Linked DNA regions of Mus musculus: region 2 is linked to region 1. A link is a contact called in public Hi-C data. All regions are on one chromosome and are shown on one strand. The core of a region is the stretch at or near the end of the contact, and the rest is flanking DNA. Distances in the headings are between cores, read along the strand shown. Region 1 overlaps Inpp5d (inositol polyphosphate-5-phosphatase D). Region 2 overlaps Dgkd (diacylglycerol kinase, delta).

Region 1 (7,102 bases), core at 1,199-3,698:
CATAAAAGCAGCATGGTAGCACACACCTGGAATCCCAGTACTTGGGAGGCAGGGCTGGGACACACAGAAGATCAGGGTCATTTTCAGCTAAATAGGGAATTTGCAGCCAGCCTGTGCAACACGGGCTTCTGTTATAAAACAACAACAAAATCATTTTAGCTTATCAGTTTTTCTCCTGTGGATTCTAGATCTTGTGACTCACCAACCTTAATTATTGGGGGGAAAATAGTATTTTTTATTTTCTAACACTTTTATCATGTTTCTATGTCAAGTGCTTTATTTTGACATTTGCTTTAAAATGGGGACTACAACTCTTCTTCCCGGTGACTCAGCAGCCTCCGATAGTAAACAGTCCCCCCTTTCCTGCCGACTCACGGTTCCTCAGCCCATATGCTAACGTCCCACTTCCTCTCAGATGCTGGATGTAGACTCCTCCTCCTGTTCCACTTATTGATTAGTCTCTACTTGCAATAATGCAGCGATGCACATTGGTAGCAGTGACATTCTTATGGCCTGTTTCGGATTTCTGCTCCAGAAGGAGACTATAAATCAAGACCAGGGCAGCAAAGGGGAAGAGGAAGTGGGTAAATAAGATGGGGGTCAGCATAGGTCCTGTATGAAGGTTCCAGCCAGTCCACTGGGGACTTCTTCTTAGGTAAAGCTGAATGCTAGGTGAGTGGTCAGAACCAGACACCAGGAACTCTCAGGGGATAACCTGTGCATCCCACAATATGCTCCTTAAAGGAGAAAGACATCTGACTCCTAGGACCATTCCTACCCCAGCTGGTTCTTCCTCTCACAAGGAGAGTTCTAGCCACCATTCTGCATGTCCACCCTAACCTATGATGTACTCTCCCTTTCCCAAAGGACCTTAGGAGCCCAGTGCTGCAGAGTTCACTTCCTCTCCCATTCAGCACTCTCCTAAGAGCTCAGCTTGACCCACCCTACCTCTGGGAAGGGAAGGCCCTTTTATTTACACTGCGCTTACTCTTATCTTCCTTGTGTGCACTTTTTCCTACCTCGATGCAGAGCCCCAGCTTGGTTTTCTCATAAACTTCCCATTGTCTGGTCTAGCATATTCAGATCACCCAGGGTCTGCTTGTGCTTCTGTCACCCAGAAGGGTGGAGATGCCTCCTAGCTGACTGGCAACCCTGTAAGCCCACGTCTGGTGTGAACAGCTGATGGCATGGAGAGACGTATGTCTGTTCTGACTTGACTGGGATCTGACTGAGCTGGTCTTTTTTCTGGGTGGTCCTCAACAGCTGATGAATGAATCTCACAAGATGCTTTGCCCAAATCTACATAGATGAGCTTGATGGTGGCAGGCAGGTGGCTGCTGTGATGTTGTAGCCATCAAGGCTTAGCACTGTTGGTTATCTGACACATGGTTTTCTTTAAGTATGGACCAGTGAGAAACAGTTCTTAAAATTAACAGATTTTTTTTTTCCACATAATTATTTGAAGTTCTTAGCTCCTTTGCAGGGAGAGGGGGGGGGGGCTCCAATGAGCTTGGGCTTGTTCCCTCCTTGCCTACCATCTCACCCCAGGACTGTTCTGCTTCTGATACAGAAAAGGATCTTCTTATGGGGGAAGGGGGAGGGACTTGTGCGGTCCCATCACCCCCTGAAGATCTGTCGGTGGTTAACAATACCAGGGGAGGCAGTCAGTTTCTCCAGTGGTGTAGCTACTGGCCAGGCATCCATGCTCCTGTCAATAACCTCTCATCTATGCTCTCTTATGAACAACCCAAACTAAACTCATCGGCATATGTGTGTGTGCATGCATGCATGCGCTTGCTCTCATGTGCACACGCGTGCGCGAACCCACACTGCATAAATGAGAGATAAAAGAGGGGATTAGAAACAGAAAGAGATCAGCAGGTATGTGAGGGGGACAACAGAGGGTCATAGGAGGTAAATGTGAACAAAATGTGTGTGTGTGTGTGTGTGTGTGTGAAAACCTCACAATAAAGCTGTTTTTTCTGTATAATTAATATATATAAATCTAAAAGATTTAATAAAGAGCCTAATCCTTAAAACCATGTTTCACTGACTGGATTGGTCCCCATTGCACACCCACTGTCCCCTAGACCGCTACATGCTTTGCATTTTCTCATAGACCCTGCTTTGGCAGATTGCCCCGACCTGAAACCTTACCCAAGACGCACATAACCCCACCAAACTGTGAACTGCAGAGTAAGCCTTCTCACCCATTGTGAAAGTCACAACTTCCCCGATCTGCCCTTCCCTTTAGGCCTCCCCTCCCCCAAGGCCCAGTTCTCTTGCTCAGAGGTCTCTTCCTTCCCTGGGATGGAGCTTGGGCGTCACAGCAGCAGGTGTAACTGCATCTGTTTGCCTGCCTTGGATCTCAGGCTAGACTGTGTCTTGCTCAGTTCCTTGGAGCAGCAAGAGGCGTCAGAGGTAACTTTCGGTTCCTCTAAAGGCTGGTGTTTATCAAAGTCTACCTAACTGAACTTCTGGCCTCCAGAGGTCTGGGGCGTGCCATGCTGAGGAGCTGATGGACCCATGCTATCATGACAGCTTGCCAAGCAGAGAACACTTTGTTCTTGTCCCTTTCCGGCTCTTCTCAGCCTCAGACAATCCCACCACCCACCACGGCAAGCTGGAAACTTCCTGTTTTGGTCTGGGCCTTTGCCATCTTTAAGTTGGAAAATCTTTGTCCTTGATGAATGCTCCTTGCCCTCTGCATTGCCCCAGAAGTTATTAACCTTTTTGTGACCACTGTAATTTCTTCAGGATTCAATGTTGCCTTCTAATCCTGGGGTCATGCAGAAGGAAAACCAGGTATAGACAGGAAGCCCAGTCCGTAGGAGATGATGCTGTTAGAATGGCTGATGTCACTCCCTATGACACATGAGGTGACAAACATCTGAGAGCTATTCTCCTATAAGGAAAACAATGCCCCCAATCTTCTGCCAGTGTCTGTGGTGTCAATATTCCCAATAAGACGCCCACTAGAATGGCTGCTTGGGATTGAAGTCAGTGGAACCATGGGTAATAACCCTGGACAGTGTGATATAAACTCAAATTGGAAGAGCTGACAAAGTCCTGACTCTAGACTTTGAGCATCTTGATCAGAGCCTCATTTTCCTAGTTGGGGTTTCTGTTGTCATGGAGAAACACCATTACCAAAAGCAAGTTGAGGAGGAAAGGACTTATTTGGCTTACACTTCCACATCACAGTTCCTCATTGAAGGAAGCCAGGACAGGAACTTCAACAGGACAGGAGCCTGGAGACAGGAGCTGATGCAGAGGCCACGGAGGTGCTGCTTACTGGCTTGTTTCTCATGGCTTGCTCAGTCTGCTTTTCTTATAGAACCCAGGACCACCAGCCCAGGGATGACCCCACCCACAATGGGCTTGGCTCTTCCCCCATCAACCACTAATCGAGAAAATGCCTTATAGGATTGCTTACAGCCTGATTTTATGGAGTCATGTTGTAGACAACATTTAATCTCAGTCTGGGTTTCTACCCTGTCTTTGATCATTCAATTCCCAGATAAAAGACACACAACATGATTATTTATAATAAGCTTTTAATGCACTAGAGCTGGGTAGATATCTACCCTCTAAACCATCTGAATCTACTTCCCTACCCATAACCCCGAGTTGTCACTTGCCATGTTCCATCTGGGCCACTCTTAACTCCAAGTGGCCAGCATGGCCATGTTTCTATAATTCACCTACCCCATGGTAACTTCTCCACATTCCATCTTCTCTCTTTCCTCTCGTGGTTTTCCTCCAAGCCTGGGAACTCCCAATCCCTGCCTGTCTCAATTCTGCCCAGCTATAGACTGTAGGCATCTTTATTCACCAATCAGGGATAACTTGGGGGAGGAGACAAGGTTACAGAGCTCTTGGGTCTATGTGCAGATTCTCTTGTCCCTGGGGGCAACCAGGCCTTGGGGACCAGTATTTAGCATTATTATACCTAGCAAAAGACCAAACCTCCACAGAGGCATTTTCTCAATTGAAGTTCCCTCCTCTCCAATGACTCTAATCTTGTGCCAAGTTAACTTAAAAATAGCCCACATACCCCTGTACCTCAGAGGGGTCAGGCAAGTTCACAGTCACTTCCACCTGACTTCCGGTCTTTTCAGGCCCTAAACCCTTACTCAGAGTCATTTTAATTCAGTATTTTCTTTTCTTTTTATCACCTTTGGGGAGGGATTTTTTTTTTTCCCAAGACCTCTTTTACAGACTTGACTGTGTGATCAAACTTCCCATTTCTCTGAGCTTCGGTTTATGCCTCTGAAAAGTGGAAGGCAACTGCCCTTAGCAGATGACTTACCCCGGGCTTCCAGCAGCAACTAACTCTGCTCTCGGCCAAGCAGATCGTATAATCCTCTTCCACAGACAAGGAGAGTAGTGTAGCCTGAGAGCGTTAAGTATCACAGCGTTCACACTCCAACAGCAAAATGCCCCAATTAGAAGCAACTTAAGGGAAGTAAGGTTTACTTGGGGTCATGGTTGAGAGGATATGGTCCATCATGGTGGGCAAGCAGGATAGTGGGACCACAAGGCTTGCCTTACTGTATCCACAGTCAGGAAGCTGAAGGAGATGGACACCTGTGTTCAGCTGCCTTTCTCCTCTTTCATTTTTTTTTTTTTTATAGAGTCTAGACCTCGCCCCATGAGAAATGCTGCTACCTGCATTCAGATGGTAAATCTCCCTCAGTTAATCTTCTCTGGAAATTCCTTGACAAACCTGTTGAGAAGTTTGTCTAGTAGGGGATTCTAAGTCCTGTTAATGTGGCAATGAAGATTAACTACAAAACAGTAGAGCCTCGAATTAACTTCTCTTGACATTTGACATTTGTAAATTCTAGCAATGCTAGGTCTATGTTCCCCACAGGCTATAATTAGAACTAAATGGAAACAACTTCAACAGTAGCAACTCCTCCTCCTTCTCCTTCTCCTTCTCCTTCTCCTTCTCCTTCTCCTTCTCCTTCTCCTTCTCCTTCTCCTTCTCCTTCTCCTTCTTCTTCTTCTTCTTCTTCTTCTTCTTCTTCTTCTTCTTCTTCTTCTTCTTCTTCTTCTCCTCCTCCTCCTCCTCCTCCTCCTCCTCCTCCCCCTCCTCCTTCTCCTCCTTCTTCTTCTTCTTTTCTTCTTCTTCCTCATCCTCCCCTCCTCTTCCTCCTCCCCCTCCTCTTCCTCCTCCTCCTCCTCTTCCTAGTTTTTCCAATGTTATTATTCTTGCCCAGTTCTCCTGCTTTTGTTACTTTAAATTTGTAACTACTTATTTGACAGGGTCTCATTCTGTAACCAGCCCTAAATTTTTTACAACTTTCTACAAATGGTGCTTTTGGCCTGGGTATAAGCACTCAAACCATGAATGGGAACATTGTATATTTAAACTGTAGCAACCCTCTGAGGCTTTGGTTTTCAAGTTGTCAGTTTGAGAGCCCTGACATGGGCAAGCTAACAGAATAGGACTGTGCCCAGAAAAATGAGTGCTAGCCCACTGCCCCTACCTTCATCTCCATTGGGAAGGAAGATCTGGGGTCTCCACACAGGCTGCTCCAAAACCCCACCCAAACTACCTTCTCAGCCCAACAACCTTGAATTTTCCATCACCTTCTTCACCTCCATCCACTCACACAGAACGACCGGACACTCTGTGACTGTGTTTATGTTCTCAGTGTATCCAAATTATTACAGCTGAGCACTGCAGATGACCCAAGGCAGCTGCAGGTTTTATACAGAAACCTCTAAAAGTCTGTAAACCTGGGATGGTTTTATATGATCTTTATAAATTTGACACTTTTAAAGAAGATCTCTTTGAAAAACCTTTCCCTCCATGTACATGTGTATGTGCATGTGTGCACACACTTGCACGTTTACATGCTAAAAAAATGATCTGCATTACATAAACTGATTCTAATAATGCTTTTCATAACCCATGTTGAAATAATTTTTTTGCATGTAAACAACTATGATATAGGCCATTTCCAGCCTGGTCTTTTTTTTTAAATAAATAAATAATTTATTTTGAAAGTAAATTGACTTAGGAAAAATTTTAAAATAGTACAAAGAATTGCATTTTTCTCTCTCATCTTCCCACTGAGCGTTTTGACGTATAATACACTGATCATTCTCTCTCATATTGCACTGCTGTTTTTCTGAATTATTGGAGAGGAAGGGTCTGACAGTACCCTATTATCACTATCTCATTCATAGCCATATTCAGCCATCAAAATTAGGACATTAATGCTGGCCTACCGTCCACTCCCATAGCTCCACTCAAATGCCTCCAGCAGTCTTAGCAGCAATATAAAACATCCTATTTGTGTAACTATGTGAACTATAATTTATACACATAAAATAACTTTCCTCCTGGACCAATGTTTAGTCGCCAAACCTGGGGGTGCTGTTGTGTTGTGCCTTCCTTCATGATATTGACTTTTTTTTTTGTTTTTGAGAACTTGGTAGTAATTTTGTAGGCTGCTTCTTGGTTTGAGTTCTTCAGGGCTTTCCTCGTGGTTGGGTCCAGTTCTGCATTTCCATTTCCAGCAGGACTTCTCAGTGGTGGTGCTAAACTTACTACTCCTGCTCAAGGTGACATGCCGGCTGCTCTGCGCAGTTGTTAGAGTACGCTCTGAGTGTGAAGCTAAGATAACATCTGAAGGGGTTTCTCTTTGCAAAATTAGATATTTGTTATTTGGGGTCTTAATATTCCCTCCCTCTCTCCCTCCGTCCCTCCGTCCCTCTCTCCCTCTGCTTAGGATTGAAACCAGAGTCTCACACTATTCTGTTCTTGGCCACTGATCTATCTTCACACCCTCAGGAATTCAGGGTCGTCCCAGGCATCATAGTAAGTCCAAGGCCAGCTTAGACCACACGAGTCCCTGTCAAAAAGAAAATAAATGACTGCAGTCAAGGATAGCAGCACAGCTTGAAATCCCAGCACTCAGAAGCACAGGCAAGAGGATCAGGGGTTTGAGTCCAGCTTCGGCTGCATAATAAAACCCTGTCTCAAAATAAACAAATAAAAGACTGATGACTAGGCTGATAGCTATAAACAACTTGAATGTCAACTGCCTAGCATACCCAAGGCTCTGAATTCAACCCCTAACAAAGC
Region 2 (7,102 bases), core at 1,700-4,199, 220 kb after region 1:
GCCCTGTGGACATAGACCATTGTGAAAGCATATACTCTATACAATATGGTGATAGTATAAGTGTTACAGCTCTGAGGGGGAAGGTTTCCAATGTCTGTTTTGGCAGAAGTTTTTCCCAATGCAAGTGTTATAGCTATGAAGGGAAAGGTATCCTGCAATCAGGAGCCAAAGCATACCACAAAGTCGTACCGTACAACAGATCTCACACAAGAGATTTATTGGGAGGGGAAAACTCAGGAGGGTGGCTGCCAGTAAGAAGCAGCAGAAAATTGGGCAGAATGCAGAATTCATATAGGGTTTCTAGGGAATGTGGCCTGAGATTGGAGGGATTATGTAGTCTGATCTTGAGGCAACATTGGCTGGCTACTCTTGAGTCTCAAAGGGTTAGAGGTGTGGCTGTCAGAGTAGTCTAGGGGTAGAGCCTGGCAGCTATAGGTTTCCAGGTGTGGGACTTACAAAGGAAGTCTCTGCGCAGGCAGGGAATTGCCAACAGATCTCCTGGTCTTTCCTCCAGTGGAGTGCTTGAGTCAAAGCTAAAAGCTCAGCTCACTGAGCTGAGGGTTCCTCTGCTTAAAGAGTTATATCTGATCCTCTCTTGGACAAAACTGCTCCCATCTGTAAACAATACCTGGTCTGGTGTCACCAACGGGTCATCAGTTAGATCAGGTCTGATAGACTGGATCATATCACTCGCTTCAAGATAGTCATTTAGGGGATCTGCAGGGTCATCATTTAGCAGGTGACTGGCAGGGTTCAGGGTTGATGCCTTGTGGAACTAAATGTGGGATTGATTGAGAAGTGGGGCTTGGTATCGGGTTACCTGGGCATTAGATATCCATTTCTCAGGTCCTCAAGAGGTCCTTAACAAAGTGTGGAGCTGTCAGGAACAGTTCGTGCCTTTAAGTTAATTTCTCAGTTTCTTTTACCAGTATACTCAGTCATCTGCCTGCAACCAGGTCAAGACTCTTGGACAGATATGTCACAGGTCTTTTCTAGGGATCCAGGATTTGCGTGAGGACCCCTTAGACAATGCTTCTCACCTTATCCATATACAAGTGGAATGACTTAGAAATGTTTGGGAGGGCCAAGGCCAGGACAGACAGCAGGGGGTTTTTCAAGTCTTCAAAGGCTCTCCACTCAGTGTCGGTCTGTTCCAAAATCTGTGTACCTTGATGCTGTCATAGAGGGGTTTGGCAATTTCAGAAAATCCCATTATCCATAGCTGGCAGTATCCAATTGCCCCCAGAAAATCTCATACTTTCTTTTTTTGAAGCAGAGATTTGCAAGGTGACTGAAATATGGTCATGGGAAATTATCCACTTATCTTCCTCTAGGTTGTAGCTTAGGTATGTGAGCTGAGGGATACACAGCTGAGTCTTCTTGGCTCACACTCAAGGGCTCAGAGGGTTTCTAAAAGGCCTTCTGTCTACATTCCTCCTCAGTAGTTGAAGCTATGAGGAAGTCTTCTACATACCTCTGTCTGGGGTGGCTGGGGCCAACTGTAAAAAGTGTTTTTGTTAGGATGGAAGGGTATCCTGGGACTTGGAAGCCCAGGGAAGGAAGGGCCTGTCATCACTTTGACAGCTTTTGTGGCTCAGCTGGGGAAACTCTACCCAGGGAGCTGCAACATCTCTGCTGAGGAGGCTCTCTCTCTCAGAGCTGTGTGGTTCCTGAGCTCCTGTGTCTCAGGATGCCCTTCCACTGGGATGCATCCTCCCCTCAGAGCTGTGTGGTTCCTGGGCTTCCGAGTCCCCGGATGCCCGTCCAACAGAGCAGAAACACTTAAAATCAGACCAGGGGAGTCTGGTGATGTTTTACTCAGATCCCAGATATAGGATCTAAGGTCACTTCCAGCTTCCTCTCTTGTGTCCTAACCAGATGGTACCTCCTACAGACCAAATTTACCTCTGAAAGTGTTCAGACCATATGACTTTTGACTCCCTTCCTCCCCCCTTTGGGTGGTGGCTTGGTGCCTCTAGAGTACTTGGTGGTGATCAGTCACAGTTTTTCTGGAGCCCTGGAACATTTCAAGTTGCCCTCTAGGATCCCTTGTAGAGATCTTCCTGGAGCCTTCAAAATAGAGGAGCCCAGGAGATATAACCACTCAGACATGGTTTATAGCCAACTGAAAGTCTTCATTCCAGATGGCTGAGTCTATACTCATGTATTCAGGACCCGCATTTTTAGAGTAAGTGCTGAGTTTTTGGAATAAGGGCTTTTTATTTATTTATGTTTTTTTTGAGACAGGGTTTCTCTGTATAGCCCTGGCTGTCCTGGAACTCACTCTGTAGACCAGGCTGGCCTCGAACTCAGAGATCCACCTGTCTCTGCCTCCCGAGTGCTGGGATTAAAGGTGTGTGCCACCACACCCAGCATAAGGGCTTTTTAAAGGTAAAAACCACATCCTGATATCTTAGCAGCTATAGGGGGAGGTTTTACTCAAGCAAGCAGTTTAACAGAAGCTAAGTTAGCTGGGGCATTTTGATCTTAGATTCCTAGAACAGAATTAAATGCTCTTTGTTTAAACTTTTAAATTCTGTGTTGGAAAGCCGGGCGTGGTGGCGCATGCCTTTAATCCCAGCACTTGGGAGGCAGAGGCAGGCAAATTTCTGAGTTCGAGGCCAGCCTGGTCTACAGAGTGAGTTCCAGGACAGCCAGGGCTACACAGAAAAACCCAAAAAAAAAAAAAAAAAAAAAAAAATTCTGTGTTGGAAATTAATCTAAATTTATCTAAGCAGGGAGTTGAAGGTCTTGATATAAATAGGATCTATTTTATTTTAGCTGGACAGTCAAACCATTTGATGTATGAACACTGTCATTTTCTCCTAGATACATTATGTCAGTGTCTCTCAGAATCTAAAGGAACTCAAGAAGTATATGGAGAAATAAAACAGGAAGGGGACTTAGTCAAGTATTGTTTTTTGGGAAGCAGATTTTAAAGTAATTCTTGTATTGCCTAATCCTACTTTCCTGTGCTCTGCACACACTTGAAAGAAGGCTGGAAGGATGTTATCTGAGAATATGAGCAGTGGCTGGACCCTGGGTGTGGCAACTAAATTAGAAGCAACTTCCCATGTAGAAAGATAGCTGAAAGGTGGGCTGTTTCACTTGGTGCTTTATTTCCAGCTAGGGACTGTAAATGAGTGAGAGCAGGCTCCCAGCTTCTACTGTTTGAACATGACAATGACACTCCATGGAACCCTGAAAAACAGTCTTTTTCTTTTTTTTTAGGGGTGGGTGGGTGTTTTGAGACAAGGTTTCTCTGTGTAACTCTGGTTGTCCTGGAACTCACTCTGTAGATCAGGCTGACCTCAATCTCACAAGAGATCCACCTGCCTCTGCCTCTGCCTCTCTGCCCCTCTGCCCCTCTGCCCCTCTGCCCCTCTGCCCCTCTGCCCCTCTGCCCCTCTGCCCCTCTGCCCCTCTGCCCCTCTGCCCCTCTGCCCCTCTGCCCCCCTGCCCCTCTGCCCCTCTGCCCCTCTGCCCCTCTGCCCCTCTGCCCCTCTGTCTCTGCCCCTCTGCCTCTGCCTCTGCCTCTGGAGGATGTGCTACTGCTGCCCAGAAAAAAAGCAGTTAAGAGTTCGGTGTGCTGTGCTTTTAGAGGAACAATGGAGGACTGCTAACTCAGTGTTCATGCTTCAGGCCTTTTGACCACTGACTTGCCTTTTTTCTTATTGGCCATTTTGTTTGTTGTTTATTTGTAAGACAAGGTATCATTATGTAGCCCAAGATAGTCTTGAACATATGATCTTTAGTACTGAAATTAAAGGGTGTACCACCATGCCTGGATTTCCTAGTCTTGGTGTTTAGAGGCTCTTTATAGATAAGAAATGTTAGGCCTTTATGGGTTGGTGAAACAGTTCCCGAGGCATTAGGGTGACCAAGATGGATAGAATTATCAGGAGTTGATATGGTGAGGGAGATACCCTTAGGATGGCATTCTATATACTTGCAAACAGATTAGCCATTGTCTGCTCTATGAGGGTGAGTATTCTGGAAAAGATTTCTTCAGAGGCAGTGGCATTTACCTCCAGTCTGAAGTGCAGTAGTTTTTCAGCTGGTGGAAAGAGGAGCTGAAGATTCATAGTCTCTTTAAAAGAATGGAGGTGGAGGGTTGTTGCTGTGAAGGGCCCTGGGCTAGAGAGGAAAGAAGTATGGGGAAAAGCATACCCACATCAGACCTCCTTTGAAGCCTGCAGGGCCTGTGACTGAGGGTAGGCTCTCAGTTTTAAAGGTTATTGGGAGCTTTGGGGGAGCTTTATAAACACTGCCCCCTTAGGTTCCTTAACTAATTGATTTTGATTTCTCAGGAGGTCCCTTAGCTGGGGATGGATGAGGCTAGTGTTTCTCAGAGCCTGCCTGCCAGGTAATTCTATTGGTGCTTATAGTTGAAAGGCACTGGGTGAGAGGATATGGCAGCAGGACAGATGGATAGAGCCCAAAGAAGACTGATATTCTCCCTCTCTCCCTCCCTCCCTCCTTCCCTCCCTCCCTCCTTCCCTCCCTCCCTCCCTCCCTCCCTCCCTCCCTCCCTCCCTCCCTCCCCCCTCCCTTCTTTTTTGGGGGTGTGGGGACAGGGTTTTAGCCCTGGCTGTCCCAAAACTTGCTCTGTAGACCAGGCTGTCATTGAACTCACAGAACTCCTGCCTGCCTTTGCCTCCCAAGTGCTGGTATTTCAGAAGTGAGCCACCACCATACCCAGAAGTCTGATTCTTCTTTTTTTAAGTTATGTATTTACATCCCAAATGCTGCTGCTGCCACCCTTCCCCCCCTCCTTCCAGGGTTCCTTCTCCATCCCCTTCCCTTTCACCTCTGAGAGGATAGCCCCTCCCTGGGTACCCCCCCCTCCCGTGTATCAAGTCTGCAGGATTAGGTGAGAAGTCTGATTCTTAACTTGTAAGTGGGCCCTTATCACAATGACTTGTTCAGGTAGGCTGGGAGAGAGCAGTGAACTGCATTCTAACCTGGTGCCTGGGAGGCCAATTCAGGTGCTCTGGAGTATGTTCGTTCGGTCTTGTTTTTCTTGTGCGAAGTGTTGGAGATGGAACCCTGGGGGCTCTCCCTTGGTAAGCAATTGCTTTTTCACTGAACTCTATCCCCTCACACTTTGAGAGAAATGGAGAGTAGTAACTTAAACTGGGCGTGGGCACATGCCTGGAGTCCTAGTACTTAGGAGGCAGAAGCAACAGGATCTGAAGTTCATGTTCACAGCTCCAGTCGCATTGTGATTTGAGACCAGTTTGAGTTTTATGAACTCATACCAAAAAACAAGACCAGAAAGGAGAGGCGGTGGCTGGGAGGGAAGAAGGAGAGGGAGGATTGATTGAGATTGATCAGAATTTAAGCTCTAAGTGTGGGACTTATTCTGGAAGATAGACAGAACCAGTGGTATGTGGTAGCCACTTAGAAATGAGGGTTATTTTTACTTAAAAAATATATTATGTGTGTGTGTGTGTGTGTGTGTGTGTTATGGAGGTATGGAGGTTGGTGATGTGCCACAGAACACAAGTCTGAGGACACCTTGTGGGAGCCACTTCTTTTCTTCTACCTTGTTAGTCCTAGAGGTTGAACTCAGGTTGTCAGGCTTGAGAGCCAAGTGCCTTTATGTGCTGAGCTATCTATCTTACTGGCTCTGATATTTCTTTTAGCTTTGATGATATTTGAGTCTAGACACAGGAAATACAAGGCTAAGAGTGAGTGACATGGCATAGGTCAGTGAAGAGAGTGGCTTGAGATGAAGTCTATTCCATGTGGCTTGGACCCTGTCAACAGCATTCAGTACTAGGTAGAGTGGACAGTGACCTTTATTAGACAGAAGTGCACTGGACTGCTCATTTATATTAGGGTATTAGTATGGTTGCTGTAGCACTAGGCATTGCATCTATGCTCAAGTCAGAAACAAGGAGGAAGGGGAGTTTTGAAGCTGCTTGTGTTCCTTTATTCTAGAGACAGGAGAGCCATCTCCCTACACCAGCTCTGTGACTTTGCCCATGGAGGAAATGGTGGTGAGCAGTGGGGAAGGCCCCTGTAACATTTCCTGTGCCACTGAGATCTTGTTAGCAATGCCAGGAGACAATCTGCTTGATTGTGCTGGTGGGTATTTTCTGTGAATACCAGATGAAGGACAGACCCCTGAGCAGCGGGGTCTGTGAGTGAGGATAGGAATGAGGTATCTCCCTTCCTCTTACTACAAGTTTCTATGGACTAGGGGCTTGAGAATATGGTCACTTAATACTGGTGCTGTTGGAGAGAAACCAGGGCATTGGCAAAGGTGAAATTTGGTTCTCTTTGGTAAGAAAATAAAGCTGTTGACACTTTCCCCAAGTTGGTATTTTGGAAGTCTTTAGAAAATAAGTCTATGTAGTGTTGCTCTTGTCACATGGACAGTGTCCTTCCTATGTGCATCCTGGGTCTGTGGGGCTGATAACTCTCCAGGATGGTGGCTGTCCAGGTATGCCTTACTCTACACTCTTGCCACCAGGCCCTCAGTGTAAAACATTGTATGTGTCCTTAGTTGTGCATTTCCTTAGTGTCCCAGTAGACCATGATGGGACCAGGTAGGGGTGCACATGGACTTGTTTATGGTATTGGGGCAGAGGAAATTGTTATGGATGTCCATGTTTGTGTAGGGGCATGTGTATGGTTGTGTACAAGGAAGCCAGAAGACAACCTTGGATATTGTGCCTCAGGCATCCCTCACTAGGACCTGAGCTTCACAGATTAGGCTAATTTGGCTGGCCAGGAGCTCTGGGGGAATCACCCAGTCTTTACCTTTCCCTAGTGTTTCTATTGCAAATGTGAACCACCACTTCAGACTTTTTACGTGGGCTGTGTGGTTTGAACTTGGGTCCTTGTATTATGCTGCAGCCACTTTACTAACTGGTCATTCTTTCCAGATACCCTCTTTTACTTTCTTCCTCTGCCTGACTCATATGTATGTATGTATGTATGTATGTATGTATGTATGCATGCATGCATGTATATGTATATTTAAAATTTTTAATTGTGTGTGTGCGCACACACACCTGCATTGAATGAGGTGCCCCTGGAGGCCAGAGACATCTGATATCCCAGTCATTTGTGAGCTGCCTGATGTGGATAC

The links. Hi-C and Micro-C count contacts between places; a contact is called where the count stands out from the background.
Region 2: a Hi-C map of the G1E-ER4 cell line shows a contact between it and region 1, with 5 times the contacts expected there. The contact joins two enhancer-like sites. A contact is called at or near these places in 1 of 484 Hi-C or Micro-C datasets (the G1E-ER4 cell line) and 3 of 115 datasets of contacts at active chromatin or transcription factors (acute myeloid leukemia, large pre-B cells and pro-B cells).

Annotation. Positions count from the first base shown.
Region 1 is chr1:87,648,458-87,655,559 of GRCm38.p6, forward strand. All of the region lies in intron 2 of Inpp5d (inositol polyphosphate-5-phosphatase D), which reads left to right. Among named protein-coding and RNA genes, the nearest start is that of Inpp5d, 32 kb to the left of the region's middle. Within about 2 kb of position 2,449, at least 91 of the 459 cell types and tissues checked have an H3K27ac peak or open chromatin away from gene starts, as enhancers often do. A contact at or near this core is called in the G1E-ER4 cell line and acute myeloid leukemia, where this site is marked.
Region 2 is chr1:87,870,277-87,877,378 of GRCm38.p6, forward strand. All of the region lies in intron 1 of Dgkd (diacylglycerol kinase, delta), which reads left to right. Among named protein-coding and RNA genes, the nearest start is that of Gm19582, 20 kb to the left of the region's middle. Within about 2 kb of position 2,950, at least 31 of the 459 cell types and tissues checked have an H3K27ac peak or open chromatin away from gene starts, as enhancers often do. A contact at or near this core is called in the G1E-ER4 cell line and acute myeloid leukemia, where this site is marked.